3 separate regions of the Danio rerio genome follow, and regions 1 and 2 are each linked to region 3. The links are chromatin contacts, called in public Micro-C maps. All regions are on one chromosome and are shown on one strand. The core of a region is the stretch at or near the end of the contact, and the rest is flanking DNA. Distances in the headings are between cores, read along the strand shown. Region 1 has its middle 75 kb from the start of fam204a. Region 2 has its middle 24 kb from the start of rab11fip2. Region 3 holds the start of emx2 (empty spiracles homeobox 2).

Region 1 (3,082 bases), core at 246-2,745, 400 kb before region 3:
TGTGGCTTTATTTAACACAATAACATTTGTTTCTTCATTCAATGAGCAATACTTGTTCTGATGAAAGCTCTAAGATCAGTTTCTTTACTTGCCCAGTGCATATGTTACATATAAATACTAAAGGTCATTGAAATATTTAGGTTCCAACTGCAACAGTAATGAAACAGGTTTTTAAAGGCATAGTTCATCCAAAAACGAAAATGTGCTCACTATTTACTCACACTCAAGAGGTTCCAAAGCTTTATTAGATTCTTTAGTATATCAACTACAAAAAAGATAGTTTTAAGAAAGCTGAAAACCTGTAACATATGATAAACAAATACTATGGAAGTCAATAGTTAAGTTTTTGGTGTTCTACAGAAAAAGAAAAAAAAACTCAAAGAGGTTTAAAACAAGTGAAAGGGTATTACTATAATTGATGACAGCATTTTGTTTTTGGGTGAACTATCACTTTAGCACGTTGACTGTTAAAATAATTCAAAGAATGAATGGTTTACACACACAGCATTGTTGGTTTACATTAAAATAAAATAAAATAATCATCTTGCACTAATTCACTTGATTTTGGTTTTGTTGTAAAAAAAAAAAAAAAAAAAACATTTTAAATAAGAATCTGAAATATTTCATGGCATATTTAATAAAAATAAAGATGATTTAGTATTTAGAGATGTTTAGTTTTAAGTTTTTAAATAAATTGGTCTTACACTTCAAATTTTCAAATGTTTCATTGTATATGCATTAATTATTTTCTTTTACCATAAACCAACATATCAACCAACCGTTTAGTAGAGGTTGATATTTTAGAAATTATGGTATGTGTTGGAAAAAAATGCATTGAGTGTGTTAACTATAGGGACATTAGGAGTTAAGAACTGCAATCCTTTTTTTTGGTGGGGCTGCCATGGTTAAGATTTGCTCAAATAAGTAAACTTTGTACAAGTTGATTTTTTCAAGTTCTAAATGATTTTTTGGCTTGGGTTTAATTTGGCTAAATTAAGTTGAAATAGCATTGTTCAAGTGTATGAAAATGTGTCTCCAGTTAGACCAAGGATTTTATTCTTTGAGTGTCGGTCATTCTGAAGGCCACATCTCACACACAGATGTTTATTTCAACCCGAAAAAAAAGACAGCAAAAAATGCATCGAGGAACAGGTGGAGCACTTCTGGAGCACAGGTTCTCTGGGAAAGAGATATTCTCTTTCACTAGCATGTGTGTGCCAATTGCCCCTAGACGTGAATTAAATGTTCCCATCTGTAACCTTATAAGACGCAGCTTCGCTCGCAAGACCTGAGATCGATTTTGTGCACTTATTCTTTGAGAGGGAAAACGCAGAAGAAGCTCACCGGGGATCCGTTTTCAGGCGGATAATGGCATCGTGAAACAAGGGGGCAATATGGGGCAGCGCTTTCACACATTCTTACATCTTTATATCTGCATAACATGAACCATATTTACGGTCAGGAATCACAGCTGTACACACAGCAGGATCCATTCAGTCTGCTACATTTATACTGTGTGCTGTTGGTTTATTATACAAACAGCTGGACTGGAATAGATATTTTATCTCCAAGGAATCACGCATTACAGAAGTAAAAGTTTTTTTTGTATTGCAGTTTGTTTTTTTTTTTTTTTGACTTGCATTTGTAATGATAGGTTTCTGACTGACAAATGATCTTTGGCTCTGTTCCTCATGCTTGCGTAAGGAGGTTTTCAGTAAAGAGGGGGAGAGAGAGAGAGAGAGAGAGAGAGAGAGAGAGAGAGAGAGAGAGAGAGAGAGAGAGAGAGAGAGAGGTTTCGGGCTCTTCTGTGATTTTTAGATTATCATTTTAACCGGCTTCAGCCACTAGATGGGGTATGATAACCATGAAGAGATTCTTCAATACTTGCATACCCAGAGCTTTAGATCAGTGACTCCCAACTGGTTTTGCTTGAGGAGCAGCATTTTACATTGAACGTCATGGTGCGAAAAACAAATCATTTGTAAGTGTGGAGAATATTTACATTTATGAATAAAATGTAATATTATGTTTGTAAATCTATGATGAAATATTAATCGAAAATGATCAGTTTCCTCTGAATTATTGGACTTATATATGTATGGATTTAAAATTAAAATGATAATATACTTTAATACATAATAAGATTTTTAATATAAATGTCTGAAGGCTTTTCTTTCATATGGTCAATAAATTTGTTGTGATTGAAAATGAGTTATTCCATCAAATTTTACTATTTACACCAAGTTTTTTCTTACACTATAAAAAAAATCCTGGTTGTCTTATTTTTTTAAGCTAAATCAAATTAACCAGTCCATTGAACTTATATTATGTTAAACTGAGTTAAAACAGCTTGCGTAACTTATAGAATTAAGTTAGAACATGATGAACTTAGTTTAATAAGTTAAAATGAACTAACAGCATATGCTGTCATGTCTAATTGGTTATATAATTTTTTACAACTTCCTTGGGTTGCCTAAACATATTATAACATAATATAAACGCGAGAATGCATGACACTTTTTGCAAATTTCATGCAAATACAAATCTAAATAATTATAAATAATAATAAATATTTTTAATTTAATTTTATTTACTTTTTATTTTTTTTAAACCGATATGCTTAAATTCTTTACTCTTCTGTGTGCAGTTTAATTTTTTTTTTTGTCTTGTTTAGTTTTTCCACTATAACCGTCACTGTCTTTTGCACTTAGAAAGTAAAAGGAAAAAATGAAAGACATATTTCAGTTTCAGATTTTTTTTCACTGGTCTTGTTGGTGATTTATGGTTGCTTTTTCCTCAAATGAAAACGTTGCGCTTACAGTACACTGTAATAATTTTTATAGCTGTCTTTAAAGACGGGAAATTTCATAGTAAGTGGTAGACCAATAAAAGTCAATTGTAATTTACATTAACAACATGATAACCGGTCTGTTTTTTCTGTCCTTGAAATGTGGTGACATACTAGTTTGACATGTTGCCAGCTTGCATCTTCTCTTTAGGGCATGATGTGCAGTTCTGCAGCAATATATAAATCTACACATGTAAAAACTACTGCTGCTTTTGTGATTATAGGTCTGTAGTA
Region 2 (2,866 bases), core at 341-2,840, 340 kb before region 3:
GCAGATTTACAATTATATAAAAACTGAAACTGTGAGGTACTGTGTTTTTATTTTAAAACTTTTCTGCTGAAAAAAGTAAATCAAATGATAAGTTTTCCTTTTTAGGTAATTTATTTACAACTTAAAATATACATACCTAAAATACTGTGCATAAATTCAACAGTTCTGTTTAAATAAGTTCAGAGAAGCAGAGTCATTTTAAATATTTGTAACTTTTTTTTACACAAACAAACATTGTTCAATAAAAAAATAATCAAATAAAACAGAGACAAACGTTAACAAAACACTTGTTAGACAGTATTAGAAACAGGACAGGAAGTAAAACAACAATAACGGTAAACAAGACAAGGATCAAAACATGGCAGGACAAACAGGGAAAAATGCTTTGTAGTGTTTCACATGTGAAGCATGCTTTCCTGTTTCTTTTTTTAATTGAGCTATGTTTGTTTGTTGTGATTATGTATTAATTCTTAGTATTTCCACAAGAATTTTTTTTTTTTGTTCACTCAACTTCAGACATTTTGGGACAGTGCAACAGATGTTTTCAAAAGTTGAGTACACGACATCAAAAATAGTGTAGTGGTTAGTGTGTAGACACATGGTGCTCCGGTGATCTTTGTGACTCGAGTTCGATTCCCACCTTGAAGTATCATGTCGATCCTTCTCCTTCCTTTCACTACCCAGCTTTCCTGTCTATACTCTTTACCGTCCTATTAATTAAAGGTTAGGGAAAAAATGTTGAGAAAAGAAATAAGAATATATATATTTTTTTTTTCACTCAACTTCAGGCATTCTAGTTCTGCAGAAAAAAAAAGTTCAATTGGCACAACAGTTTTGTTAAGAGAAGTTCACCTCTCCATAAAACTAATAATCTTATGTTAGCCCAACTAAATGTTTTTTGTATTGCTGTCAAATAATTTTAGCTCAGTGCAGCTGATGTTTTCTAAAGTTGAGTAAACAAGAGTGAAAGGAAAATAGGGAATCCTATTTTCCTTTCCTGCATATTTGTATACACATAAATATGCAGAATAACTTTCAGACAAAATAATTAAAAAGTAATTTAAATATACATTTATTGATTATGTTCTGTTGCAGCTGGAAGGGCATCTGCTGCGTAAAACATATGCTGGATAAGTTGGCAGTTCATTCCACTGTGGCAACCCCAGATTGATAAAGGGACTAAGCCGAAAAGAAAATGAGTGATTGTTTCTTGTATACAATTTGCATAAGTACAAAATAAAAATACAATTTTAATGATGTAATTAGTATTTAGTCACTTATTTAAAATAAATAAATAAATAAATAAATAAATATTTGTTTGATTCCACCAAATAATTTAAATAAATTATTTAATAAGCAAACAGTTTTCTTCAGAATGGCAAAACATAAACTATTGCATTCCAAAAATGTGGGATTAAAAAAAAAGTTTTTTTAAATGCAGAGAAATAAATAGCCTTTTCTTTTCTCCTTTATTCTCTTTTCTTTTCTCTTCTTTTGTTTCCTTTTCCACGCACATGCACACACCAGATGGATCCACAGAACCTGATTTATGAGTACATGGCTTTTGCAGGTACTTGCAACACCATTTGTGGTATTAAGCAACCATAAATAGCTGTGACTCCGCCAGAGGCTTTGTACAGTACTAGTCTTGTAACTGTATTGCGGACACCAGTCTACAAACATTTGAAGATGATTTCTAGACGAAAGCGTGTCGAGACCTCTAGATGACTTCATCACAGCTGCAGCGAGTGCATGTGTGTGTGTGTGTGTGTGTGTACAGTAGTTTAGTGCTGCGGTCTGGGATTAAATGAGTGTATGCTGGTTTAGCTGAAGGAGAACTAGTCAACAACACTGCTGTCTGCTCTCTTACTTCTGACTGAACAAGGTAACCATGAAAATATTGGATACACAAATGCATTTGTTTTACTTATTGTTGTAATCGCATGTTATCTTGTGCTACAGGCTATAAGGGGAAAACTGTGGAATAATGATTTTAGATATTGAGAACAAAAATTGTGACATGCCTTTCTCAAAGCTGTGTGTTAGCCTGACTTTTATTGAATAACAATAATATATTAATAAACACAACATGAATTAATGTGTGTGTATGTCATGGTTTATTCATTGTTAGTTTTTGAGGCTTCTGATCATCTTTTTGTTGAAGTAGCATTAACATATAAAAGACTATTCGTATATATATTAAGTAATTCCTATCTATGTAAATGATTAAAATATATTTTAGAGTTATAAAATTTTGACAGCGTAAATTAAATGACTTGATAACTTAAAAAGTAAAATGTTGAAAGCGTATTTTCATATTAGATAAATCTGAAGCAAATTTCACAAATATATAATCTATTTGTACTTATGGAAAGAAATTATAGCCCAGACAAAATGTGTTTCTTTCTTTTTTCTTTTTCTTAAATTTAATTTTATTTAAATGTATTAAAGTTAAAATTTATATGTCAAGAGAATGATGCATAATTTAATATAGAAGTATGTTGTTTGTTTTTATTTGTAATAATTTTATACTTATATACAACATAATAAATGCAAGTAGTGTACGGATATGCAAGCATTCAGAATTAATTGTGCTATTGTTTACTGCACTGTTTACTTTTTATAAATGCATGTTGAGAATATACACAAAAAATGTTGCAGCTAGTTCAAACAACTTATTATTATTTATTTATTTATTTATTTATTTATTTATTTATTTATTTATTTATTTATTTATTTATTTATTTATTTATTTATTTATTTTCTTTGACGTCTAAATTGTTTTATATTTAACCAAGATATATTTGAAGTTAACTTAATTGGTTTGTGTTAAGACAACATGAAGGAAATGTGTGGAACCCAGCAT
Region 3 (2,986 bases), core at 478-2,977:
ATTAGCCGATCTTGTCAAACACAATTATGTGAAAAACATTTTTTTTTCTATCATCTCTGGCACGAGTTAGATAGCGATAATGTTTTCTGCAGCCAATAAAATTTTTGTTGCAAATTAACTAATTCAAAAAACGAGTGAAAATATGCTAATTAGAAATATGCACAAAATAATATTAAATAACGTTTTACAATAATAAAACAAATTAAGTACGGCTGTTTTTTAATCAGAAAGTCAATTTAAGAAATTCAGCAGCCTTGAGTGCCTTTATCTGTAGTAGGCTAAAATAAGGTTTTCGCTGCGGTTGTTTCAGATCTACTAGAGTGATGAATGTTTTCTCAAATATTATCGAATTATTATAGTAAAAGAATAATATATAAGTATATAAAATATAGGCTAAGCAAAAAAAAGAAGAAAAAAAAACAATCTGTGCATTATGCATGTGTATTTACATTGTAATATGTAGGCAATGCATAAACATTAGCATGATATCAAAGGTATTCACTTTTATAATTATCAATGTTCGTTCTTGCGGTGAATAATAGGACAATTTTACACCATTAAGGACCGAGACGCACTTTCCGATTATGGCGAAATTGTTATTTACGAGGGGAAAAATAAAACTGGACGCAAATAAAACTTGCGTTAAATTAAAATCATTTGTTGCTTCAATTATTCCTAATTTACAATTTTCATATATATTTAACTATTAGGCAATATAATGTTCGATATGTAGCCTAACATTATTTAAAAAAACATTAGCACAAAAACAAAGTCTGTTAAATTATCTAATTATTTTAATAAATAAAAAAATATATATATGAACGTTGTAACGAGATAATAAGTTTTAAACTAGGTTAATGTTTGTAAATGGATTAATGCCAGGTTTCTTTCTTTCAGCAAATGAATAGGCTAAAACCGTTTTAAAAAGCAAAAACTTCACAACATTAGCTGAAATTTCGATATAATAAAATGGTTCTAAAGTTTTTTCGATAGCATTCATTTCAGCATTTCTATAAAATTAAGAACTTTTAGTTATTTATCGATGGAAAGCTGCCGCGTCCCAGGGCCGTGTGGCCTTTTTTTCTCCGTACAACTGGTCAAAATAAATGACGAATAAAATATTATAAACTTACCTTGAAATCTGTGACCCAAGTATCTATATCTATGTATCAACCACGGGTAAAAAGTTGAAGGGTCCCTTTGCTGGCTTGCGAAAAGAGGGTGCGGACTGTGCGAAGACGACAGTGGGTGAGCAGCCAAAGCATGAGGAGGAGGTACTGAATGGACTGGGACGGCGGAGTTGGGAGGATGTGAAACAGCCTCAGCGAACACTAAGTCCGGGTTTGAGTAGACGCCCCTGCCGCTGGAGTGAAAGCCGTTTAAAAATGGATTCATCTGGCTGGAGTTTGCATAGCTGAGAGCCGCTGGTCGTATGGGCTCCTCGGATCTCGACGATGGCAAAGGATTATCCTTCGCTACCAAAGACTCTATGGTAAAACACCTCTTCGGTGTGGGTTGAAACATAGTTTACCAGTCAAGATTCCCCAGTTTAAGTGAAAACGGCACACGCGTTTGCACTAAAAAATACTCCACACCCAAGACCAAAGTTTTGTCTAGCAAGAGACAAGTTATTGACTGCTAAAGAAAGGGTAAAAAATCTTGAAAAAGCGCACAGCTCAACACATCGTGGGAGAGGTAGTCGACTTCTCCAGACAATCCATGAATGTGATCGGTTCCTCACCAGTTGTGCTAGCGATTTGTTAGTTCATGAGCCTAATTAGCTCTGGAGTCACATAAACAGTTTCCTCTGAAGCCTGTAATGGCTTGGTGATTGGTCGCTGCCGCTCGCCTTAAGGTTGAGGGAAGAGTCTTTAAGTGCGTCAATACGAACGAGCACGGAGAGGCGGATTCAAGCAAAACGGAACGGATTCGCCCAGAAACAGTGCTGTGGAGTAATTTACATACGCAGCTGATCCCATTGAGAGACTCGAGGTACTTCAGCATGTATTTGTGTTGCACGCAGAGCCTAACGACGCTTTTACACCCTCTTAGTACAGCACCTCAGTTCTTAATCAATGCACGTTCAGATGGAAAGCTACACATGCTGATTTGTGCATGAATATGATGCGTAAAAGCGGAGTGTTGTCCAAACATCTAGGTGCAGTCAATGAAATTATGTCAGGAAAATCCTTTCAAATGACAGTCACGGTTTATATTTAACTTTTGCAGGTCTAATTTTTTAGCAGTTCGGTGGGCCTGCTTAACCCCCCTCTACATTGTCTCTCCACGTTTTTATTTTCTCCGATGGGTTTGTGATTAGTTTAGGGATGAGAGACTCTCTTTCTCTATTGGCCAGGAGTCAGGGATAAGGCTTATTAGACACAGACAATATTTCAGCTCTGTTTGTCTGTCTTATGACTACAAGAGTTTATTACCCTCTAACTACTCATTAAATTAGCAGAGTTCAATCCCATTATGGATTGCTAATGTGCATAATGCATCTTAAAAATTCAGGTATGCAGTTGTCAAACCGGGTTTAAAGTCTGTTTTGCGAGGCGTGAGATGGTTCGTGGATATTTTAATAACATTTAAACTTTTTTAGGATTTAACTTTTTTTTAACTTAATTTCATATTAATGTCATGCAATAATATATAAACTTAACATGCACATGAGTGGAAGGCATGACATTTTAGAGAAATACGAAAATATAAAGAAACGGAAGAAGAGTAAGAAAAAATACTGTTTAATTTCTTCCGATTTGTAGACATTAAGTAAAAACTAGTCTTCTAAATTTGTCCATGTGGCAAACACGCGTTTTATGGTTTTTATATGTTTTATGGAACTTCATGCAATGTGGGAATCATTAAATTGCCAAATAGCTTTACATTTTCACTGTTTATAAAGTAACGTGTCTAAACGCCCAATATTTGGTAAAATCGAGGTAGCCTACAATTTGTTAGAATTTTTAACGCACGATCGCAGCAG

The links. Hi-C and Micro-C count contacts between places; a contact is called where the count stands out from the background.
Region 1: a contact with region 3 is called in a Micro-C map of caudal fin, with 11 times the contacts expected there. The contact joins the enhancer-like site here to the promoter of emx2 in region 3. A contact is called at or near these places in 7 of 18 Hi-C or Micro-C datasets (caudal fin, embryo, hematopoietic stem cells and 2 more) and 2 of 4 datasets of contacts at active chromatin or transcription factors (caudal fin and embryo).
Region 2: a contact with region 3 is called in a Micro-C map of caudal fin, with 2.9 times the contacts expected there. The contact joins the enhancer-like site here to the promoter of emx2 in region 3. A contact is called at or near these places in 1 of 18 Hi-C or Micro-C datasets (caudal fin) and 1 of 4 datasets of contacts at active chromatin or transcription factors (caudal fin).

The regions. Positions count from the first base shown.
Region 1 is chr13:22,835,919-22,839,000 of GRCz12tu, reverse strand. No RefSeq gene overlaps it. Among named protein-coding and RNA genes, the nearest start is that of fam204a, 75 kb to the left of the region's middle. Within about 2 kb of position 1,495, at least 2 of the 62 cell types and tissues checked have an H3K27ac peak or open chromatin away from gene starts, as enhancers often do. A contact at or near this core is called in caudal fin, where this site is marked.
Region 2 is chr13:22,782,030-22,784,895 of GRCz12tu, reverse strand. No RefSeq gene overlaps it. Among named protein-coding and RNA genes, the nearest start is that of rab11fip2, 24 kb to the right of the region's middle. Within about 2 kb of position 1,590, at least 2 of the 62 cell types and tissues checked have an H3K27ac peak or open chromatin away from gene starts, as enhancers often do. A contact at or near this core is called in caudal fin, where this site is marked.
Region 3 is chr13:22,438,018-22,441,003 of GRCz12tu, reverse strand. emx2 (empty spiracles homeobox 2) reads right to left here and starts at 1,727. Exons shown (of 3, transcript NM_131280.2): 1 at 1,134-1,727. The coding sequence starts at 1,524.